4 separate regions of the Sus scrofa genome follow, and regions 2, 3 and 4 are each linked to region 1. Evidence: chromatin contacts called from public Hi-C data. All regions are on one chromosome and are shown on one strand. Each heading gives the region's core, a stretch centred on a gene start, on an enhancer-like site or on the middle of the called end of the contact. The rest is flanking DNA. Distances are from core to core; before and after follow the strand shown. Region 1 holds the start of ERRFI1 (ERBB receptor feedback inhibitor 1). Region 2 has its middle 120 kb from the start of SLC45A1. Region 3 has its middle 83 kb from the start of SLC45A1. Region 4 has its middle 42 kb from the start of SLC45A1.

Region 1 (5,670 bases), core at 2,920-5,419:
GGCGTTGCCATGAGCTGTGGTGTCAGACACAGACACGGCTCAGATCTGGCAGTGCTGTGGCTGTGGTGTAGGCCAGCAGCTGTAGCTCCGATTCGACCCCTAGCCTGGGGGCCTCCGTATGCCGCGGGTGCAGCCCTAAAAGACAAAAGACAAATAAATAAATAAATAAATAAATAAAAATAAATTAAAAACAAACCAGACAAATAGCCCCCTAAAACACAGACTAAGCAAAAGTAGGTGAGCCCTGGCCGTCACACTTAAAACAGTAGGTAAATAAGTTAAAACTAGCAGTTCAGTCTTTTCCCAGGCTGAGTATAACAGCACATTTTTTTAAGGGAAAAACCAAAAAATGGGGAGTGATTCCCTAATTTTTGTCCCCGGGGAAAATGGAAGCTGTAAAGAACTCTTTTTTTTTTTTTTTTTTTTTTTTTTTTTTTTTTCTTTTTCGGCTGCACCTGCAGTATATGGAGGTTCCCAGGCTAGGGTTAAATCAGAGGAACAGCTGCTGGCCTACACCACAGCCACAGCAACATCGGGTCCTTAACCCACTGAACAAGGCCAGCGATCAAAGCTGTATCCTCACGGACACGATGCTGGGTTCTTAACCTGCTGAGCCATGATGGGAACTCCAAGAGCTCTTTCTGTGCAACTTTGCAAGTAGCTGCCGACTTTGAAAGCTGAATGGAGACTTTCATTAGGTGAGGCACTCCCGGCGGGTGAATCTGGGCTCTCAGCAGCCTGTGGATTTTAAAGTACGCTACCACGTTGATTGGAAATACTGTGTAATACATGTGCCCAGATGTTTCCAAAACGTAAAGTGGCAACTAAACTGATAACCTATATGAAATTCAATTCTTTCATTGTCATGTATTTTTTCATACATGCACACATCTATAGATTGGTAAAAAAAAAAGTGCATAACTGCATAGATCATGAATAGATCCTCTTATCCTAGGACAAAGAGGATAATACAGAAAATGACTCACTTTAATATATGTCTTTATGAACAGAGCCGAAACACAAAAACATCTGTAAACAGTGTGGATAAACACCAAACTCTGTATCCTCTTCTATAGGAGTTACATAATATCAAGATATAAATCTGGAAGGGTTGTGAGATCCTTATCACAGGTATGTCTGCTCACACCTGACTTGTGTGGATGCTGGCCGAGGAGGAAAAGGAACAATGGTCCTTAGGAAAGCAGAGACTGTGGTTGTGAGTTTCTGAGCCAGAACCTCCCCCTGTTCTCACTCCAGGGACAGCCTCTTCTCACTCTAAAAGAACGGCAAGTGCAAAGGGACAATCTGGGACAATGCGATGCAAGTCTAACATTTTCAAAGTCATGTTGAGGGGGTTTTTTATATTAAATAAAATCAGCTAATAGAAATTCCTTGGGAGGTGGCCTCAAAATTAGATGGATTGGGAGTGATGTAAAAACATTGTCTGGGAGTTCCCACTTGGCTCAGTGATAACAAACTCAACTGGTATCCATGAGGATGAGGGTTTGATCCCTGGCCTCGCTTGGTGGGTTAAGGATCTGGCATTACTGTGACCTATGGTGTAGGTCACAGACGAGGCTCAGATCTGGTGTTGCTGTGGCTGTGGCGTAGGCCATCAGCTGCAGCTCCCATTCGACCCCTAGCCTGGGAACTCCATATGCTTTGGATGTGGCCCTAAAAAGACAAAAAAAAAAAAAAAAGTCTGATTTACGGTTTACGGGACATAAATTAAAATGTTAGATGCAGTACAGAGAATTTTTTTCCCCAAACCTCTAGTGTTCTATTGAAAGTCACTAAGTGATCATTTGATACGCTTAATATGTTAATGTCACTAGCATTTTGTGTTTAAACTTTTCCCCCCAGTACTGTACAGTATTATTGACATGTCAGTGTCATTACAAAACATAACTAACAGAGTCTCAGATAAAAGATTTGCGGGGTGTAATTCTTCTCATGTGATTCATCCACAGCTGAGAAAGCCATTCTGTAGGAGTATAACTGTAAGCAAAATTCAGCAAAGCGCTTAGCCATCGCTGGTTCTCCCTCCCCCCAAGAGAGAGCCCAAGATGTTTCTTTTGCAAGTTTTAAATAGATCGGAAGAAGAAAATCCAATTAATCCAGCATGACTCATGTGATTTTTGTGATTTTTGAGAATTTACCAAAACATGAGCACATCCCACAGCTGTCAACCCTATAGCAAGACTCCTATTGATCTTCCTTGAAAGAAGGGGTGTGTTTGATGGTTACTGTAGTCATTATCACTGTTTAATGAATAGGAGAATGTAAAAGCAGGCCAACCGGGCCAAAGCACAAATTACAACTGTGTTGTGGTGACTTGAAATAGCGTAACTAGGGTTCCTTTTGGCTGAAACTTGAGCTCGTCTAGTTTCCCATTCAGTAAATGCTGAACTGTGAGGTCTGAAAGGATGTTCTCTGGAAAGTTCTCAGGCTGATCCTTTTTTTACACGGATAACAGCGTATGGGTAAGTGATAAACATAAATGAAACAAAAATAGGGGGAAAAACATCCAGATGGACTTTCTGTGAATCCAAAAACCTAGTTAATTGGGCGAGAAAACTAGCAATTAGTTGTGAATCATGTTCATGGTTCTAAATAACAGTAAATGAATAGCAATACGAAAGGTTAACAAAAAGATGGCATAACCGAATTGTTCTTAAGCAGCGTGAAAATGATCCAAGTGCCCCTGCGGTCCAGAAGGAACCCATCAGAATGGAGGGGAGAGTTCTGCTTAGTATTTATTTCACCAATAAAAGAAGGCAAAAGGATACTTCAGAGTGTGTGTGTATGTGTGTGTGTGTGTGTGTGTACGCATGTGCTTAAGGCCTTGAATTCGAAATCAGGCCTTTGAATTAAATTTAGAAGAATGTAAGTAAATAATAGGAGAGAAAAGGCAAATCATTTCAGGGAGTGCAAAGTTAATAGTTAACCTGGTAATGAGGTCGGAATCTCACTCCATATGTTAAACCACCCCAATTAGGTAGCACTAAATGTCTAACTATCCTGCGTTATTGCTGAAAGGCAAGACTGGGCCTCTGCAGAGACCAAAGAGGTCAGCAGCAGGTCTCCGGCCTCCACTTAATGGAGAGTACCATTCAGCGGATTTGTTCTAGCTAAACCTGGAGGGTTTCTGTCTGTTTGCTTTTTTTCTTACTTTAGTTACTCTTGGTTTGTTATCATTTGTATTATTTATTTTACGGTTAAACTATAAGCCTAAGTTGCATCACCGGCGCCCCGAGAAACCTCCTCCAGCAGGCTTGCTGGTGTTCTGTCCTTGGGCATCCGTGGCTGCCCTGATGCCAAAAGATGTTGAGGTCGGTGTGGGTCTGTTAAGTAAACAGGAGAGTGGGCACTCAGGCAGATGCCAGGCTGGGGGTGGGCAGCCCTCTCCGGGTCAACTGCCACCAGGGCCTGGCCTCCATCGACAAACCTGTGGTCAGAGGAGAGGCGGCTGGGCACTGGTCCATGAAAGGCCCTCACCAGTATGGCCTCGCTACCCCTCACTGTCTCACACTGTCCCACACCATCCCTTCTCTCCCATGCTGTCCCCTCTGGTCCCACGCTGTCCCTCCCTGTCTTGCACTGCCCCTGGATGTCCCTCCCTGCCCCACACTGCCCTCCCACGCCGCGGCCTGCGGGCCTCGTGGTGAGCGCGGGGCCTGCAGGCTGCAGGGGCAGCCCCGCAGAGGCCCCGCTCGCCTTCTCCGGTGCCCTCAGCCCACCCACGCGCGGCGGCCCGCGGACACAGGAAGACAAAACCCTCCTCGTGGATGGTAACGATGTAACTAACTCCCGCGCGAGGCGCGGCGCCACCTTTGGTTCGAGCAGGAATCGCGGCCGCGGCCAGGAGGTTCGCCCACTTCGGAGGAAAATTCAGGGTGAGGGGTTCCGGGAGCTGGGCAGCGGCCGCCAGGATTCAGCCGAGAGGAGGTGTGAAGGCCGCGGCGGCCGAGAAACACATCCAGCGGGAGACAAAAGGTTGCTGCCCCTTAGGGCAGCGCGATGCAGGTGGACCCCACGCGAGCGCCTCGGCCGTGACATCGCCCCTTTAAGCGGCTCGCAGCCGGGATTGGCTGCGCCGAGGAGGTGGGGCGGTGGGTGGTGACGTCACGGACCCGCCCACCCGCTATATAGCGAGGCGGCGGCGGCATCGGCGACGGCGGCCGAGTGCGAGTGGGGAACGCGAGCGCGAGTGAACGGCTAGCGAGTGGCGAGGCGCCTGCGCGGTGTCCGGGCCCCTGAGCCCGCGGCGCTGAGACAGCCGGGACGGACATGCGCGGGAGGGCGCCGTGGGGCAGCCGCGGCTCCGCTGGGGTAAGGGGCCTGCGGGCCGGGGGCGGGGAGGCTGGCGCCGCGCCCCTCGGGGCTCCGGGCGGCTCCCGACGCGGGGCGGGCCCCCCGGGCGCCGAGAGGGTCGCCCGGCGCGGAATCTCCCGGGACAGAGGGAGGGGCCGGCGCCGGGGACGCGGTTCCCGGTGCGGCGACCTGGGGTCCTGCGCCCGCGGGCTGGCGGCGGCCTCGGGCTCTTTCCTCCTCCGCGCGGGGGCTGCGCCGGCAAACCGGGTCCTGGGAGCGGCGGGGGCCCGGAATCCGCAGCGGTTCTGACCCGCGCTCCCACTGCCTAGTCTCGGCGACGACGCTCATCCCCGGTCGGTGTTCTTAATTCATGTGGGCAGCTCCGTGCCTTCCTCCTCTTCCTCCCCCCAGTACGGGGTTCTGTGCTCTGAACGTCCTAAATTCTGCTTCACAAGGAAAGGAGCTGCAGAGTTCTGTGTTTGAAAGGTGAACGCTTCTTGGGTATTTCTCGTGTGTGTGTGTTTTTATGTGTATATCATAGCTTTGTACAAATTAGATGACTCTTTTACCGTGATTGGTACTGTATCGGTGCTTGCGAAGTCTGTATTAAGGTTTCATCATCGCTTGAAAGAAACCAGTCTCTTACCTGATAAAAAAATATGAATAGATTGTTAGTCATAAACTTAAGTGCCGTCAGAATAGAGACTGTAGCTTTAAAAGAGATGTGTTGGTGACTTTAGGTACACCTGCAACACAGGTAGGGCAGGACTGGTTTCTAGGCAACTGTCAGGGGTGAAGAAAGGTGAGGTTAAAATGATTTTTTTTTTCCTTCTGGAGAACAAGTGTTCTGCAGAAGTTTTAAGCTCTCGTAAATCTCTTCCAAATGCAGTGGGGATACATGTGAGAGAATGAAGCATCTAAAGTCCACCATACCTAGTCTTGCCTTCTGTCTTTCTGTCTTTCTTTTTTAACCCTACTGGAGTTATATAGGTGCACGTTTTCCTTAAACAAAGGCATTTTGGTACCTGTGTCAATAAATGACTAAATATTGCTAAGACCAAAATAAAAGAAGTCGGGGTTTCTTGTTAACATGCTGACTATGATTGGTTATCAGTATGTTATCAGCTAAGCTCTTTGAGCAGATTTAAAGAGAAATACATACAGGCTGTAGCATGGAGTTCAAACACTGGCCGTCATTACCCTCTTCCCAGAGAGGTTTCTTTTCGGCGGCTGTGTGTTCCCGTGGACACTGATAGGTGGGAGGAGGTCTAGGACTAACCATTTATAACCCAACAGATATTAGATTGTAAACTCCTTAAGGGCAGGAACTCTGCCTTGTACAGCTTCTATCTTATG
Region 2 (5,904 bases), core at 895-3,394, 140 kb before region 1:
AAGGTATCTCCACGTTTTATTTAGAATGTCTGTAATCTAGAAAACCACTGCCCTCCAGGAGTTCCTTTTGTGACTCAGCAGTAACGAAACTGACTAGCATCCGTGAAGACGTGGGTTTGATCCCTGGCCTCACTCAGTGGGTTAAGGAGCTGGCATTGCCGTGAGCTGTGGTGTAGGTTGAAGATGCGGCTTGAATCCCCTAAAAAAGAAAGGAAGGAAGGAAAGAAAGAAGGGAGGAAGAAAGACACTGCTCTCCAGAGGAGCCTGTCTACAAAACAGAAACAGACCCACAGACAACAGACTGGTGGCTGCCAAGGGGGAGGGGAGAGGGCATGGGATGGACGGGCAGTCTGGGGTTGGTAGATGCCAACGCTGACATTTAGAATGGATAAGCAATGAGGTCCTGCTGTACAGCACAGGGAACTCTATCCAGTCTCTTGGGATAGAACCTGAGGGAAGATAATACGAGAAAAAGAATGGATATGTGTGTATGACGGGGTCACTTTGCTGTACAGCGGAAATTGGCACAACATTGCAAATCAAGTATACTTTAAAAAAAAAATGGAAAACTAGTAGAAAGCTACTCTTCTCCATAGAAGCCGACATACAAAGAAGCCCCCATACTCTTATGAGCTGCACTTGGGATTCAGAATGCCTTCATTTGCCTGCTCAGAGGCCTGTGGTTACATTATATTCTCTTCTGAAAACATCAGCACCCGTCCTCATGGATTCCTGCACCATCTCCAACTCCCTTCAACCTCTCCCCCTCGGCTTTCTCGCCTGGGGGAAACCCTCAGGCCTCTTCATCTGCGGTGGCCTGGCACCACCGCCACCATCCGGCACAGGATCTACACGACCTCAGAGGAGCCTTTGAAAACATGCACCTCATCAAATCCATTTCCAGAAGAGCACCAGCGGCGCCTCTGCCTGAAGACAAAGTCCTAAATGCCACCCAACTCTGGGCAAGCTGGCACCTCTGCCAGCCAGCTGTGACACCCCTACCCCCTGGCACTGCACCACCACCGGCCAACTCTGGGGAATGTCTTGCTGCTCCATTTCCCTCCCTGCCCCTGCCTGTCCCTCTGCTTTCTTTTTCTTTCCTTTTTTTTTTTTTTTTTTGTCTTTTGTATGTTCAGGGCGACACCCGCTCCATATGAAGGTTCCCAGGCTAGGGATCTAATTGGAGCTGAAGCTGCTGGCCTACGCCACAGCCACAGCCACGCGGGATCTGAGCTGCATCTGCGACCTGCACCACAGCTCACGGCAACACCAGATCCTTCACCCACTGAGCGAGGCCAGGGATCGAACCCGCGACCTCATGGTTCCTAGTCCGATTCGTTTCCACTGAGCCATGACGGGAACTCCCCCTCTGCTTTCTTTTTGGTGCCACCTGCTGTGCCCCATGCCCTCCCCTGTGAGGCCGGCATGTTCTGGCTCAGCTGAGCCCTGGTGGTTAAGGCAGCCTCTGTGGAAGGAGCTGGATCCAGGAGGCCGTGGTGTCAGATGCTGTCCTGGGCCTTGACCTGCTCTTCCCATTGATCCCTCCGAAGAGGAAAACCCTGGCACGATTCCACAGGTGAGAACACAGTCAGGTGCCCATCACCAGGGGATGGTGGAGCCCCAGGCCCACAGCCCTGACCATCACCTTGGGCTGCCAATGGCAGAGTGAGGCATCCGGTGACAACCCTTGGTGGAGCCCACCTGGCCCACCTGGAGTCTGCTTAGATCCAAGGCGACACTGGCCACCTTCTTATGTGTGTTCAGGATTCACTGTGTGTTCAGCCTGGTCCTCCCTGCAGCTTGCAGCTTGCAGCTTGCCTTTCTTCCCCATGGGGTAGGGGTGGGGGTACGGGGACAGGCCTCTATCCCGGGACCGCCTCCCTCTGCTCCCTGCAGAACCAGAGATCTGATTACAAAGAGGGAGCCCTCCGGTCACACTTCCTGGGGGCCAGATGTGTGGGCTTGCATTTCAGGCAGTCCCTCCACGTGGTTGATGAATTTGAACAGGATGAAACTTTGGCCTTTGTCACTTTTTATTTTTTTATGTTTTTAATTAAATTGCCTGGGTCACTGACACCGAGCAGAGACTGTGAAATGCAGCCTTGCATTTTGTTAATGATACACCATCTGTTTGTTCACGCTGTGTGATCACATGATCTTTGCTCTGCAGAACATCCTGTCTCACTGGCCTAAACCAGTTTGTGGGTGAAATGCTTGGGATGGGTGCCAGGCAGTCCCTTTCTTTCTTTCTTCCCTTCTTCCTTTCTCTTTCTTTCTTTCGTTCGCTCATTCTTTCTCTTCCTTCCTTCTCTTTCTTCTCCTTCTTCTACCCTCCCTCCCTCTCTTCCTTCCTTCCTTTCTTTTCTTTCTCTCTTCCTTCCCCCCACCATCCCTCCCTCCCTCCCTCCCTCTCTCCCCCGTTTGGAGATTGTCTATTGAACCCAGACTTGTCATGGGCAGCATTTCTGTTACCGCTTATGGCACCAAATCACCCCACTTCCATTGCAGTATTTTAGCCTGACTTCTGGAAGGTGCCAGCAGAGACCAGATAAGGTAGAAAGAGCTCAGACACGCAGGGGAGAAAGCCCACAGGAGGCATTTGAGGGCAGTGCCACTCACCTACGGCTCAGAGGTTGCAGAGAAATCAGCTGGGACCCCCAGGGAAAGAGATGCTGGGACTGGAGCACCCCTCTGACCTCACCAGGGAGTGTCGCTGACCCATCCCACAGGGTAATTAGATTAAATCCCTGGAGAGTGTTGTATCCCGGTGTTTTTAAGAACTTTACATTTTCATCAGAGAGGTCAAGAGAGGCGGAGACAGAGGATGCGCTGCAGGTGGATCGCAGGTGCGGCAAGGAACCCAGTGAAGAATGAATGAGACTTGGATGCTGACCTATTGTTTCTATGACAGAAGATGCACAGCCGTGAACTCCTACTGATAAACCCTTCAGGGGAGTTCCCATCGTGGTACAGCAGAAACAAATCCAACTAGTATCCATGAGGATGCGGGTTCGATCCCTGGCCTCGCTCAGTGGGTTAAGGATCCAGCATTGCTGTGGCTGTGGTGTAGGCCAGCAGCTGTAGCTCTGATTGGACCCCTAGCCTGGGAACCTCTGTATGCTGTGGGTGTGGCCCTAACAAGAAAAAAACAAAAAAACCCAAAAAACCCTTCAGACCTTCGACAGCTCCAAAGTGTTGGAACAGCTGCCCTCAGACACGCACCTTGGTAGCCAGACTCTGAAAAGCCATGGCTTAGTTGTTGTGTGACGTTGTGTGATGAGGTGACATGCCACCCCAGTAAGGGAGTGGGTCGTGGGAGTGCACCTCTGAAGGGACCAGGTGACTGGAGTCCCAGGGAGGCTGTAGGGAGGGTACCCGGATGTGGCTCATGCCAATGGCATGTAAAAGCCAGAGGTGCTCACGCACATGGAATCCTAGCAACACACCTGCCAGCAAGGATCCCTCTGTGTCTCGGCTTCTCCCTTATGCTGAATCCCTGGTGACTGTCCTGTCCCCTCCCTTCCATCTGATTTCGCTTTCTGGTTGTAACTGGGGAGAGGAAGGCACACACCATCTGTCTGCTTTCACCCCTTCCTGGGGGGCCCTGGTTACCGGGTGTAAGGTGCACAGGTGCATGTGTGTGTGTGCGCGTGTTTACACCAATAGATTTTTGTGTGGCGAACTTGGCCCGTGGCGATGATTCATCGTCAGCTGTTCACACTTGGAGCTTAGGAAATACATCTCCGATCAGCGGAGGACCAATGACCCAGAATCTCACTTATCGGCTTCTGATAGGAGTGTGCAGCCCATAACACCCAGCTCACACCCTCCCTGCGGAGAAAACATCTGCACCTGTGCTTCTTGGCCCGGAAGGTTGTTGTTTAGTGGCTGGGGAGTAAAGGGCACCATTGTTCCTCCTCTCCCTTTGTCACTGGAGGAAAACAATCCTGCTCTACGGGCAGGCAGCCTGCAGGGGACCCTCACCCAACACGTGTTTCTCTGATGGATCTCGCAGCTCACAGGTAAAACAGCAGCCGTGGTTTTCCAGAACGAGCACCGAATGATGCTAATCACGAGGTTTTCCGGGAATCCCACCAACACGTCCATGCCGACAGTTTTGGTAAATTAACTCATACCACCCCTAAAATCGTTCATGTCATTATTTCTGACTAATGAGATTCACGAAAGTTACAGAAAACAGGGACGTGTGACCCAAAGTGAGAAAGGAACGCAGAACGCATTTCAAACTTTGGTTACGAATTCCAGGTTAGGAGTTCCCTGATGGCTCACTGGGTTAAGGACCTGGCATTGTCACTGCTCTGGCTCAGGTCACTGCTGTGGTGTGGGTTCAGTCCCTGGCCTGGGAGCTTCTACATGCTGCAGGTGCAACCAGAAACAAAAACATTCCAGCCCAGAGTGGTAGGGGGTAGGGGAGGGAAGGATTGGGAGTCTGGGATTAGCAGATGCAACGGTTATGTACAGGACAGATAAATAACAAGGTCCTACCGTAGAGCACAGGGAACTACCTTCACTATCCTGTGACAAACCAACACGAAAAAGAGTATTGTATGTATAACTGTGTCCCTTTGCTGTAGAGCAGAATTAACATAACATTATAAATCAAGGCGTTCCCATGGCACAGTGGAAAAGAATCCGACTAGGAACCATGAGGTTGCGGGTTCGATCCCTGGCCTCGCTCAGTGGGTTAAGGATCCGGCGTTGCCATGAGCTGTGGTGTAAGTCACAGATGCAACTTGAATCTGGTGTTGCTGTGGCTGTGGTGTAGGCCGGTGGCTACAGCTCCAATTCGACTCCTAGCCTAGGAACTTCCATATGCCATGGGGGCAGCCTTAAAATGACAAAAAAACAAAAAAAAAATATATGTATAAATCAAACATACTTCCATAAAATACATTTTAAACAAAGAATTTCAGACCAGTTTCATCGACGAGCACTTGGATTTTTGGCATAAAACAGACCACCACCCAGACTCAGGGCTGGTGCTTTGGACAAGAGCACAGTTCCCTGCGAGAGGCCCTGACCATCATTACACTGGAGCTGGGCTGCGAACAAACGCCCCTGCTGTTCCATCTGTTCTTTGACCTACACACCAGAACTGGATAATTTTGTGATCTAAAGAGAGCAGAAAATTTATTTTACTGATGGATTTGCTACCAAGGAAAGTAAGATGCAGAGGGAAGGATTGAGGTGCGTTGACCCAAGAAGCCGAGCAAAACGTGCAAGGAGTTCCCTGGTGGCGCAGTGGGTTAAGGATCTGCCATTGTCACTGCTGTGGCTCTGGCTACTGCTGGGGCTCGGGTTTGATCCCTGGGAACTTCTGCAAGCCACAGGCATGGCCTAAAAAATAAACAATGAAAATAAAATGCTCAATAATGGGATCTCTTCCTAGGGAGGGACTAACCCTGGAAGCAGCTCTAACCCTGGAAGGAAAACAGAGGGAATCAGGTCTTTGCAAGTAGCCATCTCAGCTGAAAGTTTCCAGGAGGGGGCAATTCCGTCCCCAAGCCCACGCTGGCTCTTACTTACCGCCCTGGCCCTCTGCCCCCCCCTGCCCCACCTGTCTTGCGGGACCCAAGGTAACGCCGCCTCAGACGGCAGCCACTTCAGACCCTGCCTTGGGACGTGGGGTTTGTGTCGGTTAGGACAGTCCAGGGCAGTCCCTGTCCTGTACCACCTCCATGTCCTACAAGACGTGTCCAGGGGGGTCTGGAATATGCTGATCTGCTGAGTCACCCAGGTGGAGGGAACATCCCTCGGCCACGTGCTTCCATGGTCAGTGCAGGATGGAGAAGGAAACAGGACACAGTGCCCACTGGTCCCTGGCGTTCCCTCCACCCGCAGTGACACTCATGCTTCTGCTCATGTTTCATATGGCCACGCCAG
Region 3 (5,337 bases), core at 1,439-3,938, 170 kb before region 1:
GTTAATAGATCATGCATGACATATACATACCCGTGTTGGCCTAGGTGGTCCCTTTCTTCTTGACCATGTCTGCAGCATGGAGAAGTTCCTGAGCCAGGCATCAATCCTGCACCATAGCAATGACCCGAGCCACTGTAGTGACAACACCAGATCCTTAACCCACTGAGCCACCAGGGAACTCCCACATGGTCCTTTTTGATGCCACCAAGGATGGACTTCAACTGTATACGACTGAGCCAAAATTGATCTCAACACTTTATCATCAGACAGTTATCTCAAGTTGTGTCTAACCTACTGCTGTGTACATACAGCTCTAGCTTGTTCGAATCTTTGAAAAATGGAATTGTTGGCTCGATGGATATGCCAAATTTTCAGCTTCTGATGGAGGTTGGAACATTGTCTTCCAAAAAGTCTATCAAATTACGCATCCACCTTTTGGCTTTGATAAACCTCCTTTTCTTCTTGTTACAAAATCAGTGCATATTAACTGTAGACAGAGGCAGATAAGCAAATTAAGGAAATGTCAGGCGCTTCCAGTTCCAGCCACTGCCTGAAAACCCCTGGAGGTGGCTGTGCCCGGCCTGCCTCCATGTGGACGCCCTGGGGAGTGAGGCACCAGCTCCAGGGCCAGGTTTGCTGGTACTAACTGGGTGGCCTCAGGCGGTTACTTAACATCTCCAAGCTTCTGTTTCCTGACCTCTGAGATGGCAACAGCCTCTTATCGCAGGTGTCAGGATGCACGGCGAGCGCTGAGCTCAGTGCCGGCACCTTACCAACCCTCGCTTCTCTAAATCTGTTCGCACGTTGCTTTCCTACCTCGATGGTATATGCCAACACTTTCCCTGGCACCCAGTGGACATTTCTAGTCTCATCCATTACATGAGCCTCTGGCCTATAGCCCCCATCCCAGACTCTTCGTATGACCTGAGGCCTTCTGCTGGGGCCAAGTTTTCTTTTGGTTCTGATCAACCTAGTGACAAGGTCCTCCCCCCCATAGCTGCCTGTCCCCCTTTGGACCCACTGTCACCTGTGCTCAAAGCCACCCAGGTGGAAGCCATCAGAACCCCTCCCTCCTCTGCCCACAGTTAGCTGGGTTCCAAGTCATTCTGTTATTCCATTATACAGAGTATGGCTGGAGTCAGACCCACCTCAGTTAAAATGCTGGCCCTGCTGCTTTGTTTCTTTGGGGTTTTTTTGGGTCTTTTATTTTAGGGCCACACCTGCAGCATATGGAAGTTCCCAGGCTAGGGGTCGAATCGGAGCTGTAGCTGCCAGCTGTGTCTGCGACCTACACCACAGCTCACGGCAATGCCAGCTCCTTAACCCACTGAGCAAGGCCAGGGATCGAACCCACGTCCTCATGGATGCTGGTCAGATTCGTTTCTGCTGAGCCACGGCGGGAATTCCTGGCCCTGCTGCTTCATCACCATGAGCAGTTCCCTCCCTTCTCTGAGCCTCTGTTCTTCATCTGTAGGAAGAGGCGGTAGCTGACCTACGACTTAGGCTGCAGTTCTGCTCGTGAAGGGAGACAGCAGGTGCTTAGTGTCTCGTGGGGGCTGTGCGATGCACCCTGTTAGCGTTATGCCTGTCTCACCCTCTTCGGCCTTTGCTATGGGTCACGTGCAGTCCCGGCCCACCTGTGGCACAGACATGACCTCCCACCTGCAGCCTTTCTCAGGACACATTTCCCGGTGCTGCCAGCATGACCTTTCCACGGTATGTCTGGGGCCTGTCATCCAGTCAGGACTCTTGACGGCCACGTACAAACTAAAACCTGAATTGTCCTTGCCTGGTTCCACCGTGTCACTCCTCCACCTGCACCAGCCCGCCCTGGCTTCCAGCTCTCCATCTGCGAGCTGACTGCCTTCCTATCTCCCTGCACTTTCCCACACTGTGTGTGACGGTCCCTCCTCCTGGATGGACACCTTTTCCCAGTCTCCCTGCCGTCTCCCTGCCCGGCTCAAACAGCGCTCTGGCTGCTCTGGTGGCTGGCCCTCCCTGCCCCTCCCCTGGGCCCCACACTTGGCACGCCCCCCCCCCCCACTGAGTGACGTGGAGGGTCCATCTCCATCTGGACTCTGTGGCCTTCCAGAAGCAGATACCGGTCTTGTCACTGCTGCACCCATCACCCCTGTCCCCAGCTTCCCCCCAAATCCCCAATGTGTGCTGTAACCACACCGTTAATAAATAACATCCTTCTGAGATTTCGACGTACAGAGATTTACCCACAGGCCAAAGGTTCCCAGAGATCGTCTACCCTTCCTGCGACGTATTCTGAGATGACAAGGGCGTAGAATTTTCAAAAACCTCTATACCCCTCACCCGAGCTGATGTGTCATAGATGCCGCGTGCTCATGTGCTGTGACATATATGTGCGTTACGTTGCCGTTTTCTTCATGATCATGAGATGAGCCCAGAGTGTACGTCACATGTCTTTCCTATCCCTGCAAAGGCTGGAGAACAGCTGTGCATGACACCTGCCCCTCGCCCTCTGGGGCAGGATAAGCGGGCTGGGCTCTAAACAGAGGGGCGGGGCCCTTCTGTCCTCAAGGCACGTAAGTTTCAAGTAAATCTGTTTGGTCCTGTTGGGAAAGATGATGCAACGTGACGAGGAAGGAAGTGGGGAGTTGCCTTCCAACTACGAGCTAAGGAATGTCACGTCGCCCCGTGCCCTCCGCATTCCCAGAAGCATGTCGTGGTGGAGAAGGAGGCGGATGACTCAGATTTCCTCTGGCATGGACAGATCGACCGCCGAGCCCAAGCCATGCTAATGAGGACAGGCTGGTGGACAGCTCCGTGCGTGCTTGGTGCCAAGACAGCCTGTCCCCTGGGGCTGGGGGCTGCCCTGGCCCTGGGTGGGCAGAGACCATCCACATATGCAGAACCACGTTTTCTCAAAGCTGGAGCGAGGGGTCCTCGGGGCACACGTGAGGATGCTTAGCTGTCCAGGTGTGCCCGGCCGAACGCCACGAATTCGATCGTGGTTCTGAATGTTCCTTTTGCAGAAACAGGGCACCTCTGTCTTTAGAACAGGCCCCCCAGGACAAAGCTCCTCTCTGATTTTTGGAGACTTTGGAGTTTTCTGCTAACTTGGCAATTCCTTTCTGGTCTTCGTATTTCCTCCCTCCCTCCTTCTCCAAATGAAAACTTTTTTCTTTTCTTTTTTTTTTTTTTTTGCTTGTAGAAGGACCTGGAAAATTATTTCAAGGGCCAGAATTTGACACCTTTCCCTGAACACAAAGCACATGTTTGCAGGCGTTTTATGATCTTCCAGAGAGGAGCCACTCACTCCTACCTCCTGGCAACCAGCCACGGGGCTCACGAGCAGTGAGACGGGACCCATCGCCAGCCTGCCTAGCCAGACAGAGGCTTTCAGGGGTTTCCTCCAACCCCCCACACACCATCCGTAGGCAGGATCCCCTCTGCCAGCCTGTGGTAGTTGCGGTGCCAAGGCTAGTAGCCCAAAGTGACCCTGAGCTGTGAACTCTCCCCAGGTGTTATTGACAAACTCTTATTTACTCACCTGGAAGAGAGAAAACCCTGATTCCTCAAGGTTGCCAGTAAGAACCTCACATTCACCAAAGGCCAGGAGGGGCCACACAGGCTTTAAAGGATGCCTGGGAGGCTCGCCAAACCACCAGCAGCTGGCCATGAGACGCCTGGATGGAGGCAGGTGGGGCACCAGAGCTGGCGGGTCTCAACATCTCCTAAACTCATCCTCAGCAAAACCAGCTCTGCTCCATGACCCTAGGCCTTTTGTCTGAGTGACAACGGAGCTGATAAATAGGCGGCGTCACCCATCTTTGTGGCGGCGACCTAAAGCCTCCTGGACATGCATAAAAGGAAGCGGAGGGGAAGCCAGAGGCTAAGGGTCTGGAGCTGGACAGATGGGGCCTGGCTCCTGGCTCCCCATTTTCTGAGCTCACTGTTCAGCTTCTCTGGACATCATTTAACGTCTCTCTCTGCTTCTGAAGACCAGGAATCAAAACAGGACACAAGAACGCCCCATTTCCGTAAAGCGCTAGAACGATGCCCGGCACGCCACCGATGCTTAATGAATGACTAAATGCAAGATTCCTTCCTGGGGATCGTTTGGTGGCTGGTGGTGCCTTGAGATGTGGGGCTTCTACATCCTTGGGCTTCCTAGCCTCTGTCTATCCCCACGGGGTCTCTGAGGGACTGAACCCACTGCTCCTTGAAATGAGTGTTAACTCTGACAGCACCCAGCAAAGAGCAGCCAGTGAGGCTCAGAAGGGAAGGTCTGTACCACCAGAAGATGCCATCTGAAATGGCAAAACTTGTGCTTCCTGGCGTTCCCGGGAAGCCTAGCCGTTAAGGACTCAGTGTTGTTGCTGCTGTGGCTGGGGTCTGACCCCTGGCCCGGGAAGTTCTGCATGCTGAGGGCAAGGCCAAAAAAAATGGACAATGCTTTTTTTCCTGCATTGTCAGTTTGTCCTGGGGCCCCACAAATGATGTACCCATGAGGATGTGGGTTCGATCCCTGGCCTCACTCAGGGGTTAAAGATCCAGTGTTGCTGTGAGCTGCGATGTAGGTCTCAGATCTGGGCTAGGGCTCTAACGCTCTCCAATGGGTGTCATTTCACTTAGAGAGGCTGGCCAAGCCGATGCACTCAGGTTCCTGTGATTTAGAGTTTTGCCTGCTTTGTGTGTCACAAGGCAGAGGGGTGCTGGGTGAGCCACCCACTGCGCCCACTTGCTGGGGCCACCATAGTCCTGTGACATCGGCCACCACAGCCAGAAGTCCAATGTCACCTGCTCCAAGCCTGACTTCCTCATCTGTGAAGAGATTAGTCTACGTGACCTTCAAAAGCTTTTCTAGCTCTTAAGGTATCTTAGGATTCCGAGCACCAGAGAAGGCCCGTTTTCTGCTCTGAAAACTCAGAGTGGTGGATACAGGATCCTCTAGTTTCCTGGCAACAAAAAAGGTTGATAATTATCGGTGATAGAAAATAATGGAGAGAGGCGTTCCCACTGTGGCTCAGTGGGCTTAAGGACCCGATGTAGTCTCCACGAGGATGTGGGTTCGATCCCTGGCCTCACTCAGGGATTAAAGATCCAGTGTTGCTGTGAGCTGCGATGTAGGTCTCAGATGCAGCTCGGATCTGGCGTTGCTGTGGCTGTGGTGTAGGCCAGCAGGTGCAGATTGGATTTGACCCCTAGCCTGGGAACTTCCATTCTGCTGCAAATGCGACCATAAAAAGAAAAAGAAAGAAAGGAAAGAAGGGAGGGAGGAAAAAAATAATGGAAAGGGGTCTATGTGTGAAGTGCATTCTACGATCCAGATTTACTGTATGAGAAAGTGCCCAGCATCTCAGA
Region 4 (5,398 bases), core at 2,512-5,011, 210 kb before region 1:
TTAACCCACTGAGCGAGGCCAGGGATCGAACCTGCAACCTCATGGTTCCTAGTCGGATTCGTCTCTGCTGTGCCACGACGGGGGAACTCCTAGAATTTAAACATAGCTATTTCCTCTCCTTTTGGCACACCCAGATCGCATTCACCGCCCCCCCCCCCGCCCCCGCCCCGCTACCTAGCTTTTCTCCATCTACTCCAGAACCTGGCATTCTCATCCTCTCACACCCCATCTCAGTGCAGGGGCCACCACCTCCCACCAAGGTTCCAGGCTCCCGCTCCCTCCATCCCTTCCTCCCTCCATCCCTTTCATGACCAGCAGCAGCAGAGCCATCTTCTTTCGGGGCAGGTCCTGCCATTCACTGGCCGAGCAGCCTCTACCAGCTCCCATCACCATCACAAGCAAGCAAACAGGTTTCCGGGGGTGGAACTTGTTCCTGGCGGGGCTGGACCTCAGAAGCTTTCTTTCGGTTTCCTTGAACTTGCCCAGCTTTTTGCCTCCTTAGAGCCACTGCAAATGCTGTTTCCTCGGCCGGGGCGCCCTCTTCCTCCATTCTCAGTGTGCCCGGCTCCTTTGCTGTGTTATGCATTTTCTGGGGCTGCTGTAAAAAAATGACCCCAAACTGGGTGGCTTAACATGGAAATTTCTTTTCGCAGCGTTCTGGAAACTAGAGGGCGAGAATTGAAGGTCCCTGGTGGCTCAGCAGGTTAAGGATCCATTATTGTAACTGCTATGGCATGGGTTCAGTCCCCGGCCCAGGAAAAAAGTCCAAAATCAGGTGTTGTTGAGTTGTCTTCCTTCTGAAACCTGAAGAGATTCCTTCTTTGCCTGTGGCAGCTTCCGGTGGGGCCAGCAATTCTCAGCACTCTTTGGCTTGAAGCTGTGTCCCTCCAGCCTCGGCTTCCATCCTCACGTGATGTTTTCCTTTAAGTTCGTCTCTTTTTCTAAGGACCCCAGTCGTACTGGGGGAGGGCCCACCACCCTACTCCAAGAGGACCTCGTCTTAACCGACTGTATCGGCCACAACCCTAGTTCCACAGAAAGTCACCTTCTCAGGAACTCGGGGTTAGGCCTTTGATGTGGCTTTGTGGGCAGGTGGAACAATTCAGCCCTCCCAGCATCCTTCAGGTCTCAGACTAGACCCCTCTTCTAGTTGGGGTTCGTAACCCGCTGAGCAGTTAACGGGAACTCCATTCAATGCATTTTTTATTCATTGAACTTCAAAATGAGGTGCAGGCTGGAGAGAGTCGCAGTGGACTAAAGATCGGAAGATGTGTAGTTATAAGACTGTAACCTCCCCCCAGCTCGTGCTTTATCATCTTCATTGTCTCCACGGCCCTCGTCCTATGTCATCTGTCCACAAACCCAACAGGATAGATCCACCGAGAAGGACACAGAAGTCAAGCTCTCAACAAAAGGAAATGCTGAGGTTAGGACAGGACCAGGGATGGTTAGCGCTGCAAGGACTCTCCCAAGATAATGGGTCTGATCTCCTCGTTCTCCAAGTGAGAAAACAGGGGCTGGAGAATGGGAGTAATTCACTGATAGTATCTTAGCGGCTTACTCGTTGAGATGGAGTTAGATTCTGAGTCCTTCCGTGTCTCATCAGATTCCCAGAGGGTCGTTCCAAACATGTTCAGGGAAATGGCAGGATCGTTGCAGTAAATGCGTAACCTCCCAAAATGACGACGTGGTTGGGCAACACATTTGGAACACGTGGAACCAGACAGCCCGGAAGGGAGTCCCACTCCACGCCTTCCAGCCTCCGTGACCTTGCGGGCCCTCATAAATCGATTCATGCTGAGGCATCTGTGATGAATGTGATAGCTGCCTCAGCTGAACCGAAAAGGACGCCTGGAAATTGTTAGCCGCAGGCACACATCCCTGCTGTCGGTGCCTCGCGTGATATCCGACACAGTCAGCGCCCCATAAATGGGGAATGGATGAACTCGGGTGGCCCAGGCGCTGTTGAACTTGGATGTGGGGGAGGTTCTGGAGCAAGAGGGACACTCCCAGAATTCCTCAGTTCATTCCACGGTTGTGATGCACAGCCTCTGTCCCACATGCATGGGGTTTGCATAGCCCTGAAAACTCGTTTCAGGGTGGACAAGTACAAGCTGATGAATCAGGGAAACTTGGCATTGTAACACTGATTATAATTAGAGGGCAATACGCTCCATTATATCACTTTTCAGGGAGTTACAGGACACTGCTCCATCAGTGATACTGCCTAAAAGGATCGCTGTGGTCAAAAGCCCTTAAAATACATCAGGAAGGATTTCAGAAGCAAAGCTGTAAGTATGCCCATACTTTGGGGTACAACCTACATGCCATATGCATTTTTAAATATTGTATGTCAAAAATTTTTTTTCTTTTCTTTTTACAGCTACGCTGGAGGCATATGAAATTTCCCTGGGTCGGGATCGAATCAGAGCTGTAGCTGCCAGCCGAAGTCACAGGCACAGCCCCACCAGATCCGAGCCATATCTGTGACCTATGCTAAAGCTTGCGGCAATGCCAGACCTTAACCCACTAAGTGAAGCCAGGGCTCGAATCCATATCCTCACGGACACTACGTTGGGTTCTTAATCTGCTGAGCCACATGGGGAACTCCAAGAAAATACCTAGATGAACTGTTAAAATAATCACAAGAAGGAGAGGTTGATGTTGGGATTAGGATAAATAGGTTAGATTTCTTTCTTTCTTTCTTTCCCAGTAAGGGGGTGGTTTGAGGGACACTAGAGAATAATTTCGACACGGATTTTTAGGTTTTCTGTCCATCAGACAAATATTTATCCAATGCCTAATTGGCCGAGGCCCAGCTAGGTGCTGGGATTCAAAATGCACAAGAGAGACCAAACCCTGTTCTCACTCCATCATTGAATATTAACATGAATTTGTTTGCCAAATTTTGGAAAATTCATTGGGAAGATATCGAATGAAACTTGGAAGGGGAACATTTAGAACCAAATGCCCAGGAACCAGAGAGGTGCCCAAGGGATAGATGGTAATTTTATATAACAAAGAAGTGCTGATCTGCTTAATATCCTTTACAGAAGTGATATTAAAACTCCAGTAGAAAAATGTAGGCAGGAGTTTCCTGGTGGCGCAGTGGGTTAAGGATCTGGCGTTGTCACTGCAGCAGCTTGGATGGCTGCTATAGTGCAGGTTCAATCCCTGGCCCAGGAACTTCTTCATGGACAGAAAAAATAAAGGGAGTTCCTGTGTGGCTCAGTGGAAACGAATCCAACTAGTAACCATGAGGATGCAGGTTTGATCCCTGGCTTCACTCAGTGGGTTAAGGATCCATTGTTGCGTGAGCTGTGGTGTAGGTTGAAGACCCAGCTTGGATCTGGTGTTGCTGTGGCTGTGGTGTAGGCCGGTGGCTACAGCTCCAATTAGATCCCTAGCCTGGGAACGCCCAGGTGCCGTGGGTGCAGCCCTCAAAAGACCAAAAAAAAAAAAAAATGAGCCAAGGACCACAGGCAATTCAGAAAGGAGAGATACAAAGGCCCACACAAATTAAGTGCAAATTAAAATATATGCAAATTAAATGCAAATGAAACTGTAACCATGCAGAGTTGCTGGTAAACCTTCAGAGTTAGTAGCTCGGCAAGGAGAAGAGACTAAACAGACTGGAAATAGGGTCTGATAGATCGTCTACGCTGAAGATCCTTGAATCCATTCCTCTGGACTGCGGTGGGGAGGTGGAAAAATGCTGAGTTGACTCGTTGGCACCCGGCCCAGCTGGGCTTTCTTATGTAACAAAGGCTTGAGCTAGTTAGTATGAGAACTTGTGAAATGCAAGCTCAGAGTGGCCAAAACAAATATGTGGCCAGAGGAAAGCCAGCCTGGCCACCGTTTCTCTAACATTCGCGTTTTTATAAACATAGCAAAGAGCCATAAAACGGAAGGCTGTGTTTTGCCACAGGCCACACTTGCAACTGTTGTTTGCCTGTACATCTGCTGTATCACCTTCACTATCGAAAGCCGGAACATTCCATAAAGTCCATGGAGAGCATTCAAAACGCTCATCAAAACAAGCCAGCCCTGGCTGGAGAAAGGCGGGCTTTCTGTTCTCTGCTGGGTATAACCACAGTTTTCCCTTGCTGTTGGATCTTTCTAGCAAACACCTAGAACCCTCTCCTCCCCAGAAACCAGGTATCGGTGACCAGGAGATATGTTTGTTTAGCATCCTGTGCCCTTATTCCCAGAAGAGAGGGAATGGTACGGAACGCTCCGTCAAATAAACAATTGCCCAAGGTCTTGGACAAAAGGAATTGGGAACAGGAAGCAGACAGAGGACTCGTTGCCCCAGGTAACTGCCTGATAAGGTAAACACACGTGTACAACGAGTTCCTGTCCTCCTGTGATAAATATTTATGTGTTGCGCCCTGCGTTTGAAAGCACTAGACCATTTCTCGTCTGCACGTTGACCTTTGGATGCAAACCACGGGACGGACGGATTTTGAAGGTGATATAATTAGTTTTTGTGGCTCCAAGTTGTACCGGAAACAAGAGACACTGTCGTTTTGGTGAGCATTTAAAAAGCGATTCAGCAGGTGTGCGCAGGTAACAGGGTCAACTTACAGTCGGAGACTTTTCTTAGTTGCTCCTGGAATTCAGTGCTTTTAGGGAGATGCTCTGGGAGTTTATCATAAGCAAACGCACAGCCTCCTGAGGTTGGACGTGATGGACGAACTCTGGGTAATGCAGGGCTTTGTGTTATTTCCTGGGGATACTGAAGACCTCATTTGTAGGATACTGGTGTAGCGTGGCCCGAAATTTCTGTCATCTGATATATTTCACCTCAACGCTCATAAACCGGCCGGGGCAAACCATCTCCCTGCAGTGAGCTGTATTAACCCCACCTCAAGCAAAAGTCCAAGGCAAATGGCAAAAATAAGGAAATGCATTTGCCCCTATATCCCCACGACCACCTTTCTAGATGGTACAAGCTGGAGACCTGCGTCCGTCCTTGTCACCTCTACCTCTTTGACTCCCAATGTTCAATGTATCTAAAGACCTTATTGTCCTCCATCCACCAAATATCTCACATGTGCATGATGCTCCTTCTCCACCTGTTCTGTCATGCTGTTTGCCCTGAGTCACCAAGACCCAACTCAAGACCCAACTCAAGGTCCTCCCTGTCCGCCAGGCCCTTCTCAGTTTCCATTTCTCATCAAATGGCATCCTCCCCAGTTCTGCTTTCCAGGACCTGGGCCCACATCCTGGGGTCCCCCGACCTTCTCCCACCCTTCGGCAGGTCTTATGGATTGTTTGTCCTTCCTGAAGACCTTGGCGCCATCCACCCACATCGCTCTGTGCTCACTGCCTCCCCCCCTCAGGACATTCTCACCTTCCACCTGGACCATGAAATGGCCTCCTGGGACCTCAGGGG

The links. A called contact is a pair of places that touch in the nucleus more often than the background predicts.
Region 2: a Hi-C map of skeletal muscle shows a contact between it and region 1, with 5 times the contacts expected there. The contact joins the enhancer-like site here to the promoter of ERRFI1 in region 1. A contact is called at or near these places in 1 of 5 promoter capture datasets (liver), 4 of 47 Hi-C or Micro-C datasets (fetal skeletal muscle, liver and skeletal muscle) and 1 of 2 datasets of contacts at active chromatin or transcription factors (skeletal muscle).
Region 3: a Hi-C map of embryonic fibroblasts shows a contact between it and region 1, with 3 times the contacts expected there. The contact joins the enhancer-like site here to the promoter of ERRFI1 in region 1. A contact is called at or near these places in 14 of 47 Hi-C or Micro-C datasets (alveolar macrophages, embryonic fibroblasts, epiblast stem cells and 9 more) and 2 of 2 datasets of contacts at active chromatin or transcription factors (alveolar macrophages and skeletal muscle).
Region 4: a contact with region 1 is called in a Hi-C map of liver, with 11 times the contacts expected there. The contact joins the enhancer-like site here to the promoter of ERRFI1 in region 1. A contact is called at or near these places in 8 of 47 Hi-C or Micro-C datasets (embryonic fibroblasts, liver, retroperitoneal adipose tissue and 1 more) and 1 of 2 datasets of contacts at active chromatin or transcription factors (skeletal muscle).

The regions. Positions count from the first base shown.
Region 1 is chr6:68,681,128-68,686,797 of Sscrofa11.1, reverse strand. It overlaps ERRFI1 (ERBB receptor feedback inhibitor 1), which reads left to right and starts at 4,169. Exons shown (of 5, transcript XM_021095275.1): 1 at 4,169-4,332.
Region 2 is chr6:68,814,106-68,820,009 of Sscrofa11.1, reverse strand. No RefSeq gene overlaps it. Among named protein-coding and RNA genes, the nearest start is that of SLC45A1, 120 kb to the left of the region's middle. Within about 2 kb of position 2,144, at least 37 of the 83 cell types and tissues checked have an H3K27ac peak or open chromatin away from gene starts, as enhancers often do. A contact at or near this core is called in fetal skeletal muscle, liver and skeletal muscle, where this site is marked.
Region 3 is chr6:68,848,317-68,853,653 of Sscrofa11.1, reverse strand. No RefSeq gene overlaps it. Among named protein-coding and RNA genes, the nearest start is that of SLC45A1, 83 kb to the left of the region's middle. Within about 2 kb of position 2,688, at least 24 of the 83 cell types and tissues checked have an H3K27ac peak or open chromatin away from gene starts, as enhancers often do. A contact at or near this core is called in embryonic fibroblasts, liver, omental adipose tissue and 3 more, where this site is marked.
Region 4 is chr6:68,889,229-68,894,626 of Sscrofa11.1, reverse strand. No RefSeq gene overlaps it. Among named protein-coding and RNA genes, the nearest start is that of SLC45A1, 42 kb to the left of the region's middle. Within about 2 kb of position 3,761, at least 27 of the 83 cell types and tissues checked have an H3K27ac peak or open chromatin away from gene starts, as enhancers often do. A contact at or near this core is called in liver, retroperitoneal adipose tissue and skeletal muscle, where this site is marked.